Regions from separate parts of the Mus musculus genome. Here regions 2 and 3 are each linked to region 1. A link is a contact called in public HiChIP or PLAC-seq data. All regions are on one chromosome and are shown on one strand. The core of a region is the stretch at or near the end of the contact, and the rest is flanking DNA. Distances in the headings are between cores, read along the strand shown.

Evidence for each region. HiChIP or PLAC-seq counts read pairs in DNA pulled down with a chosen protein or histone mark.
Region 2: a contact with region 1 is called in an H3K27ac HiChIP or PLAC-seq map of embryonic stem cells, with 13 read pairs. The contact joins the promoter of Acad11 here to the promoter of Ackr4 in region 1. A contact is called at or near these places in 1 of 39 promoter capture datasets (liver), 1 of 15 datasets of contacts at CTCF or cohesin (pro-B cells), 22 of 484 Hi-C or Micro-C datasets (the 3T3-L1 cell line, 3T3-L1-derived adipocytes, Sertoli cells and 7 more), 11 of 115 datasets of contacts at active chromatin or transcription factors (the SCID.adh cell line, bone marrow-derived macrophages, embryonic forebrain and 2 more) and 4 of 9 other capture datasets (adipose tissue, embryonic stem cells, liver and 1 more).
Region 3: an H3K27ac HiChIP or PLAC-seq map of embryonic stem cells shows a contact between it and region 1, with 15 read pairs. The contact joins the enhancer-like site here to the promoter of Ackr4 in region 1. A contact is called at or near these places in 7 of 39 promoter capture datasets (the C10 cell line, the HPC-7 cell line, cranial neural crest and 4 more), 1 of 15 datasets of contacts at CTCF or cohesin (CD8 T cells), 17 of 484 Hi-C or Micro-C datasets (8-cell embryo, embryonic fibroblasts, embryonic stem cells and 8 more), 3 of 115 datasets of contacts at active chromatin or transcription factors (embryonic fibroblasts and embryonic stem cells) and 3 of 9 other capture datasets (adipose tissue, liver and pancreatic islet).

What each region holds. Positions count from the first base shown.
Region 1 is chr9:104,125,158-104,128,047 of GRCm38.p6, forward strand. Ackr4 (atypical chemokine receptor 4) reads right to left here and starts at 1,486. Exons shown (of 3, transcript NM_145700.2): 1 at 1,262-1,486. It overlaps Acad11 (acyl-Coenzyme A dehydrogenase family, member 11), which reads left to right. Exons shown (of 20, transcript NM_175324.4): 20 at 1,425-2,499. The coding sequence ends at 1,539.
Region 2 is chr9:104,062,284-104,065,173 of GRCm38.p6, forward strand. It overlaps Acad11 (acyl-Coenzyme A dehydrogenase family, member 11), which reads left to right and starts at 1,441. Exons shown (of 20, transcript NM_175324.4): 1 at 1,441-1,620. The coding sequence starts at 1,478. Uba5 (ubiquitin-like modifier activating enzyme 5) reads right to left here and starts at 838. Exons shown (of 12, transcript NM_025692.3): 1 at 509-838. The coding sequence starts at 663.
Region 3 is chr9:104,084,485-104,087,374 of GRCm38.p6, forward strand. The region is part of intron 9 of Acad11 (acyl-Coenzyme A dehydrogenase family, member 11); the gene reads left to right. Among named protein-coding and RNA genes, the nearest start is that of Acad11, 22 kb to the left of the region's middle. Within about 2 kb of position 1,542, at least 27 of the 459 cell types and tissues checked have an H3K27ac peak or open chromatin away from gene starts, as enhancers often do. A contact at or near this core is called in embryonic stem cells, morula, stem cell-derived epiblast-like cells and 1 more, where this site is marked.

The DNA of each region.
Region 1 (2,890 bases), core at 236-2,735:
CATCCTGCCCCCCCCCCAGTTGGGGCTTTTATTTGGTAACTCGTTATCTAGTCACAGGTATTAACTATATTACAGTAGATATGGAGTTCATTATGGCATTTCCATATACGTATGCAACCTGCAGGGATGGACTGCATGGGAGCAAAAAAAAATATTTATATAGCCCAGGCTAGCCTCAAACTCACCTTGCTATGTAGCACAGGAAGACCTTGGACTTCTGATGTCCCTCTTGTCCCTAACTCTTAAATCCTGGGCTTGCAGGCATGTGCTATCTTGCCTGGCTTTTATATGCAGTGCTGGAATCAAATTCAGGGCCCCTGTATGCTAGATTGTCACTGTGCCAAAAGAGCTACCCTCAGCCAACTGAAGTGCTTTCTTTTACTTGTCATTTGTAAGGCTGGCCTGATGGTCAGAGTCCCCGGGCTTTTCTTGCCTTGGAAAGCCATTCTCCTTCGTTTCTAAAGGCTGGCTCTGCTGGGCGTTATAATAGTCTTGTATCACAGTTACCTCCTTTTAGGACTTAGAATGCATTCCTTCCTGGCCTATGGGTTTTCTGCTGAGAGCTAAGCTGTTAGTCTAGAAAGGTCACCCCTGCATGTGGCTGTCATTTTCCTCTTGCAGATGCTGCAACTCCTACTTTGCCTTTGTACCTTTGACAGTTTAAGTATATTATGCCATGGTGAAGGTCTTTTCTGATCATGTCTATTTGATGTCCTATTTGTCTTTATTATTTCATTAAATGAATTTTATATCCTCTGAACTTTTTTCCTTGCCTCCGAGTATCCTAAAATGCATTCAGTGTCCCCAGGGCCCCAAATGTACTCTTCCTTTGTGTGCCTGTGTTTCTGTGGAGCAATGCAAAAGGGAGTTGAGAGGAACTTTCTGTCCTTGGGTTCAGTTCCCTCCCAGGCACCAGAGACCCTGACTGGTCAGCATATGCCCATGCCTGGTCCCTCTGCGCCGCTGAGGCCGGGAGCACCAGTCGCAGCAGCCTTCCCTGAGGAAGTCCTTCCACCCAGTGGGGATTACTGCCTAGTCTAAGGCCTTCTGCTCTCACTGTTGGGGTGCCCCCACACAAAGAAAGCCACACCCACTTCTGGCTTTACTTCTGAACTGCCACAATGTCCCCACTCTTGCATGGCCCATAGAAACAGTGGATCTCTCTGATTCTACCACCAAAGTTCTTAGTCACAGGAAAGAATCTCCGCGCCCCCCCCCCCACCATAGTGTCAGCTACCAACCTGACATAGTCCCGAGTTACCTTCGCCTCTGGGTAGCCATCTTGAATCTCCCTGAGCTGAGATCTTTAAAATGGCAGCTTCAGAAGCCTTTGGCCTTTCTCTTCATGTTCCTTTTCCTTGGTTTGGAGTGAGCATGACATGACGGTGTTGTGCTCTCTGATAACTCTGACCCCATTCTCTCAGGTACGCCATCATACGCACCCTGCGCTTGGCAGACGGCCCTGACGAAGTCCACCTCTCAGCGATCGCCAAGATGGAGCTTCAGGACCAAGCCAGACGGTTGACAGCCAGGATGTGATGGAGCAACCCGGGGCACACTCTTGACCAGCTCAAAACTTACATCTCACATCTCTTGAGTAGTTTGAGCACAAGGCTAATTATTCACCCATGGTAAAGATTTTAGCATCTATTTCGATCACTGGGTTTTATAATGTTAAGTAAGGATCACACAGACGTGAGGTAAATAGGAAACCCCATAACTGCCATTGAGTCTGGTGTCTAATGGGTTAGCATTCACTTTATACACATGACCTGTGATGAGGTCACACTGAGAATGGTAGAGCTATTTCTGGAATTCAGCCAAGTGAATAGACACCCCAGGCCTAAATAACCTTGTTCTGAAATACTTGCAGCTGTACCCCTTTTAGCAGTGTTTTGGAGCTTAATTTAGCACCTCAGAGAAAGCAATAGCTTGAAGATTTCGGAGTTCCCAATAAGCCTCTTTCTAACCCAACAGGAAGTAGTTCTGGTGAAATCTCATGCAGGTGAAAGCTCACAAGGAAGTGTAGCCTGTTAGGAGAACAGGCGATCAAGGCCACTTAGGTTACATAGAAAAAGCTGAGGAGATCCGTAACTAATCGGTGCTATGTCAGAGCTCCACAGCTCCCTGGGAGCTGGTCTGATCAGGCGAGACATGTTCTGACAGCTCTGCAGTGCCACTGTGGGTCACCACAGCCCTCTGCATCGAAATGTCACCGGCACAGCAGAGGACAGCCGTTAGCTACAGTTGGAAAGGTTTGAGTTGGTGGTCTGCTTTATCAAGTAAGGATGTTTTGAAATCTCGTCACAAAGAGAAATATTTTAAATCAAAATTTGGCATCCAAATAAACACAGTAAGTGTTTACATACTGGATTTTGAAAACTTAACTGAAAATAATATAAAATATCTACTAGATAATACCTTTACATATTGAGCCTACATCGAATTATATTTTGGAAATACTGTATTGAATAAAATATACCCCAGTCTTCTCTGTTTCTTATTGTCATTTTATGGTGTGAATACCATTGGAAAAATAGCTAGGAAATTTAAAAAATTTTTCAAACCAAATTATTTTCAGTCCTAAAAGTCTTTAACTTTTTCATCAGAAAGTGTGCTCATGGTGTTCGATGGTGTGTGGCCAGAGATCCTGTTTCTTCTTGGGGGCTGTGGAGGGAAAGCCAGGATCTACCACAGGCCTGGACTCAGAGCTGTGTCATGTGGACCTTTCAGCTTGTGCCTCTGGGCCCTCACCTCCCTCTATCTCATTTCCTTTTGATACAGAAAGGCCACCTTTTTAATCTTGGGGGGCTTTTCTGATAGGAGCTGCCATTTAGGAGCAACTTGAAATCTGGGAAACACAGTGAACTGCTTTATACCGTCTGCTTGT
Region 2 (2,890 bases), core at 191-2,690, 63 kb before region 1:
TAAGTTACACCAAGAGGCATTTAGGAAACGGTGCTCTATCCTCGGCGACTTTACATGAGATATTATACTCTGACAGAGCTTTCTATGCATCAGCCGATGCAGAGCCAGGTAGACTAATAAAGATAATGGTGACAGGAAACTGGGTACAGGACAGCAGGCAGAAGAGCTCCACCATATGGATGGATGGCTTGGATTGTTTGTTTTTTTTTAATAAAATGTTATTTTCCTTCCTTGCAGAAAAAAAGGGGTCTCACTACACAGCCCAAAGTGGCCTACAACTCCTGTAGCCCAGACTGACCTGGACCTCACGACAACCCCCTCTACCTCACCCTCCCGAATGCTACGATGAATCGTGAGCCAACTCGCTTGGTGAAGAATATCTTCTGACTAGCATAAGACATGGCCTTGCCCATCTGGGAACTGGACCTCCACAGCAGGAAAGGAGCGGCAGGAGGCCGGCTGAATCCCTCGCGCGGAGCGTGGCCCTGCCCGCCCCGTCATGGATCACCTGTAGGGATTGGAATCCAACACCTCGTCGCTCATCTCCTGGATGCGGGTCCGGCCGCAGTGGCCGTCCCCTCCAGAGCGCCGGGTTCTCTCCCGGGCGAGTTCCTGCTCCAGCTCCTCAACCCGCTGTCGCAGCCGCTCCACCGAGTCGGCCATGGCTGGGCTCCCGGTGGCCTCCGATCCCAGGCCGGACCGCCGCCGTCGCCGTCGTCGCCGCCTCCCCACGCTGCCTCGCTGGGCCCACGAAGCGCAGGAGGAACAGACACAGCCTTCCAGGTCCAGACACCGGCGAAGCGGCTCCAAGGCTCCCAGTAAGACACGTCTCCGGCACGCCCACCGGGCTTCCGGCGTGCCACTTCCGGTGCGCCGCCGCCATCGCTCCGCTCGGTAAAAAAAAAAAAAAAATAATAATAATAAATAAAAACACTCCTCAAAACACTTAGCTTTCTTCTCTAGAACCAAGACCCAGGTCTCAGCAGAGCCAGCATCATATGTGTCCAGATCAAGTCGACGGCCATTCCGTCTTTCCTATCTAGGAGGCCATGAGAAACACCAGGGTCTTTTAATGCAGGCTCAAGGTTCTGGCGGACTCTCTTCTTGCACGGACCGCACAGGTCTTCCGCTGGCGCGTCCTTAGTCTAGGGTGACAGCTGTTTGTCTTCATTCGCCAGAGTCACGTTTGCGACCTTGTTTTTCTATAAGACTGAGGACTCCAGCTCTGACGCTGAGGGTAAATTCTAAGTCTGGTCCCACAACAGGCAATTCTTTTATTTCTCCACCAGACTCCGAGTCCCAGACTCCGCCTCCCACATGGCTTTGCAGCAACACTGCCCAGAGTCCCGGTGATTGGCTTCTCCTAAGCCCCGCCCGACCACGCCCCCCCCCCCCCCCCCCCAAGTGCCGGTCTCCTTTCTGCCTTGGCGCAACCTCCGTACAGTCTGTGGATTCCTCGGTGACAACAGTGGCGGTCATGGAGACGGATGTCACCAGTGACACCGTGGAAGTGCTACCCCAGCACAAGTTCGACCTCAGGTCCCTGGAGGCCTACCTGAATCAGCACTTGCCGGGCTTTGGGTCAGATTCCCGGGCTGTGCTGACTGTTACTCAATACAGGTATCAACCATAGCCTTTGCCTCCTGGGAACATGTCTGTGCTTGGTGCTTCGCTTCCTTTGGCCCTGGGTGGGTGTCTCATTTGCCCGGTCGGGATTTCTTTCCCTGCAAGGATGCTTCCTGGATAATTTGTACTCGAATCCCAGGCTAGTCTGAATTAGAGGGCAGGAGCAGAGGTGCAGTATCCATTATGCAGTGCAGTCTTGTTAAGGACTAAAATTATGTGTCTAATTCACCGAGAGTGTTGCGGCTGAACACTCTTGAATTCCTAATAGATATCTTCTGTGACCTTCTGTGCTACAATCTAAAGATCAGTTTCTGAGGGGCTGGTGCCATTTTGTTTAATTGACCTTAGTCACCTGGGGCTAGGTTAATAATACCAGCTAAAATATACCAATTCGATTCTAGACATTCCACTTCACTGTTTTTAGCACCACTTAAGGCCTAAGTTCTTGAAGCAAGGGAATTAAACGGGAGGAGGTGACTCCAAGAATACCTTTCCCCACTGACAAGTGAATCTGGTTTTAGTCTGGTGTTTTGTAAATAGAGAGGGTATTTTTTGTTTGGTTTTTGATTTTTGTTTTTTTTTTACTTTTATACAGTTCCAGTATAAAACCATTTCATATGGTTTCAGTAAACTGTGCCTGGCCTTTCTATCTGGGGATTTAACTGTAACATAAATTCAGAGATCAAAGTTCCTTTCCTGTAATATTTGCCTGTATCCATTAGTCTTGATAAAGAAATGAAGTGATTTAGGTGAAAGGACTTAAGCATTGAAATATCCGTGGAGAGGTGGAATAAGTAATAGTTGACACTTCTAAACTTAATACTTTGTGTTGTAAACAGACTGAAGCAGGTCAAAGTTCACATTTCAGTGATTAGTTCACTCTGTGGAATTTGGCCAGCTTATTGTCCTGCTTTCAGATAAAGGTTATATATGTTCACATTACTGTGGTCCTGTGCAGACTTAAAATAATTCTGAATTAAGTTGATGTTCACCAAAATCATGCTCAATACATGAAATTAGTTGTGATACAAAAAAAAGTACTTCTGAAGTCAAACCTAGGGCTACATGGCTTTAATCCCAACAATCTAAAGATCCCTGGAGATTGGAGGCTGAGGAAAAATGATTGTGAATTTGAGGCCAGTCTGGGCTATGTAGCAATCCTTGGTTTCAAACACTATTTTTCCAGGAATGTTATATAATCTTGATTTAACATAGATGTACATATTCAACAGAGAAAACACATTCATTTTCAGGACATATGAAA
Region 3 (2,890 bases), core at 292-2,791, 41 kb before region 1:
CATTACATCCAGTTGCCTTTTGCTAAGGCGGTGACCTTCAGCTTTTGTTACTTTAAATATGGATGCTTTGAGAATTTGAGAACCACAGTCTCCCCCAAATAGACATGGCAGTGAACTTTGGCCTGTCATTTCAAGCCACACAAATACTACCATTTCTTTCCTTCATCAGCTATTACTATAAAGGGTCACATTGAAGAAGGTCATGGAGTGTAGTGAGAAATATTCATCCAGTAAAGAATTATGTACTGGGTACCTTACGACAGACTGGACACCTGAAGAGCTGCTGGAAATAAAAACAAGACAGACGGGGTTTACACCCCTGTAGAAAGACAGGTGACGAAGAGAAGATAATGCCGTGAAGAAAAGGAAGACACACTTTTGACAGTATGCGAGGGCCAGGGTGTATGTATGTGAGGCGACTGTCAAGGCTTAGTTCCAGCCCAGGCCTGGTGGAGGTTGGTGGCCTTGTGCTGAGTAGTTTGTGTGGCCTCAGTTTTCCTCTGCAACATGAGTAAGTCTCACGTACAGTAAATCTCACTGTAACTGCCTAAGATTCTGAGGGTCTAGAGCTGGACTAGAGTCAAATGAAGAGCTCAAAAGACAAGATTCTCTCAGCAATGTTCAGAAGTAAGATGTGTTGATAGGAGCATTAGTGTTATTCAGTTATAGGTCTAGGTGCCGTATTGGTAAATATCTTGATATGAGCATTTAGCAGAGAGAGGGATACAGTTTCTTTAAAAATACTCAAATATTAATTCTCAAATTGTCACCTCTCCATTGATACTGAGTAGTTCTGCCCTAGCTAGTGTATGTCCAATTTTGAGTTCAAAATTATACTTTTGAGTATCAAAAGGGGAAAACAGCACTTTTAATTCAATATGGTAGTCTGAATTCACCATTACCCTTCCTCAAATAAAATTCAATTGAAGCTTTAGGGCAATTAAATTTTAGGACATGGACTAAATTAGCGAGAACAGACAAGTGGTCCACCAGAAAAGCCATTGCAAAGTAGATTTGAAAGACAGAATGGATCATACAGAGAACAGACCATCATAGAAGATGTTGCATTTTCAAAGAACTTGAGAGGAAAGTGGGCTTTTTCTACAATGGAGAAATAGGTGATTGGGTGATACGGAGAGCAAGGGGCAGAGAGAATTCAAGGTGCTGGAAGAAATATCCGGCTTCTTGGGCCAATCCCCTTCCACCACACACAGCAGCTGCATCTGTCCCAAGCAGAGGCTATCGTAGCACTCGACAACAACAAAACACTCATGGAAGTCAGGCTCCAAGACCATGAGCGAGCTAGAGCAGCTCCCTGTATTGTTCCACTTTTTGTCTGCTTGGTGGAGTTCCAGATGGAGAGCCCAGCTCACCTTATCAGTCCATCTGATTCTTATGAATGCACACTTAGTCAGAGCCTGCCCACCACATGCCCGTGCCTGCAACCAGCCCAAGATTCCAAGGACAAGCCTAGATTGGCAGAGGGAAGAGAGGGGCTTTCTCTTTCATCTGTAAATGCTTTCTCTTTCATCTGTAAATGTGACACTGCAGCAGGGAAGGGAGGGGTCAGAGTGAGGTTGCAGTGCCTCTGAGCCCAGTGCCACTCAGCTGTTAAAATATGTGCGAAGAGTTCACAGTAAACATAAAAACAAACAAAACCCAGGCAGACTGTAGAAAGTGAAGGTTGTCCAAGCTTGTGTGGTAAGGACAGCCACTTGGTGTTGGCAGAGCTTTTAAATCTATGTTCCCACATTGATGGCATGCACTATGTCTTCATTCAAGTACTTGTAACAACCTGTGTAGTTTTATCCTGTAGATGATCAGAACAGTTCATCCCCAGCTGCAGGACATAATTTGGAATGATCTGTAGAGAAGTAAATAGATTTTCTCAAAATAAAAGAGGGAAAACATTAAATTTTTTTCAATGTTATTACAACTGAGGTGCCAAACCAAAATGGGCGTGTCTAGAAAATAATATTCTGTCATGCACTGCAGCAGCGTCTAACATTGTGTACCTTGAGCTACTGAAATTCTTGGTGGCTTTTTGTTTATATTTTTATGTATTTTCCATAACAAGAAAAAAAATAAGATTGGCAGGGCTATTTCTGTGAGCTTTTGGAACTCCCCAGGTAGCCTAAAATGAACACATAACCCATCTCTGAAACTGTACCACGCCAGTTCTTCCTTTTGAAAACCAGTGAAGAACACTAGCACTCCGATTCGGGCAGAACAAGCAACATGGTGTAGGGGGCACACACAGGCCATAGTGGTGACGTTACCAGAGTTCAAGGGAGTCTCTTCATGGTCACCAGATGATACGGGTAAATGCAGGGACCCTTGTGGAGTTCCTGGTCTCATTATTAAAAGACTTTAAGAAGTGGACTCAAATGGAAGCTTGGGGGCAGTGTTATTATACCTACAAAGGAAGGGACCCATGGCAGTCACGTTCTAAGTCTCAGGAGCTTCTCAGAGGGGAGAAGAAAAGCTAGGCCATGACACACTTAAGGAATAATTAAAGTCACCACATGGCACCGGACAGCCACATGGCAGGGAGGGAGGCTGTAGACAGAGAAGAGTAAGGAAACAATGTGCCAGAAAAAGTGGCCAGCATCCAAAGTGAAGGAACGGGGAAAGTTGAGTCAGAAAGATGGGCAGACCAAGCTAAACCCCAAGGTGGCTCAGCTCACGGGAATCTGGGCTAGGGGCAGTTAATTCTTGGAAGGAAAAGTATAGTATTTCATGAAAGGAGTAATTAGTAGTTACTCCTCCTATCTCTTTAGCATGGCTTAAGATGAACCCACCCTTCTCGGGCATGTAAACACAGGTAGGATTTGGTTCTCAGAACTGTAGCGTCATAATGAGGTAGGCAGAATGAGGACACCATAAACAT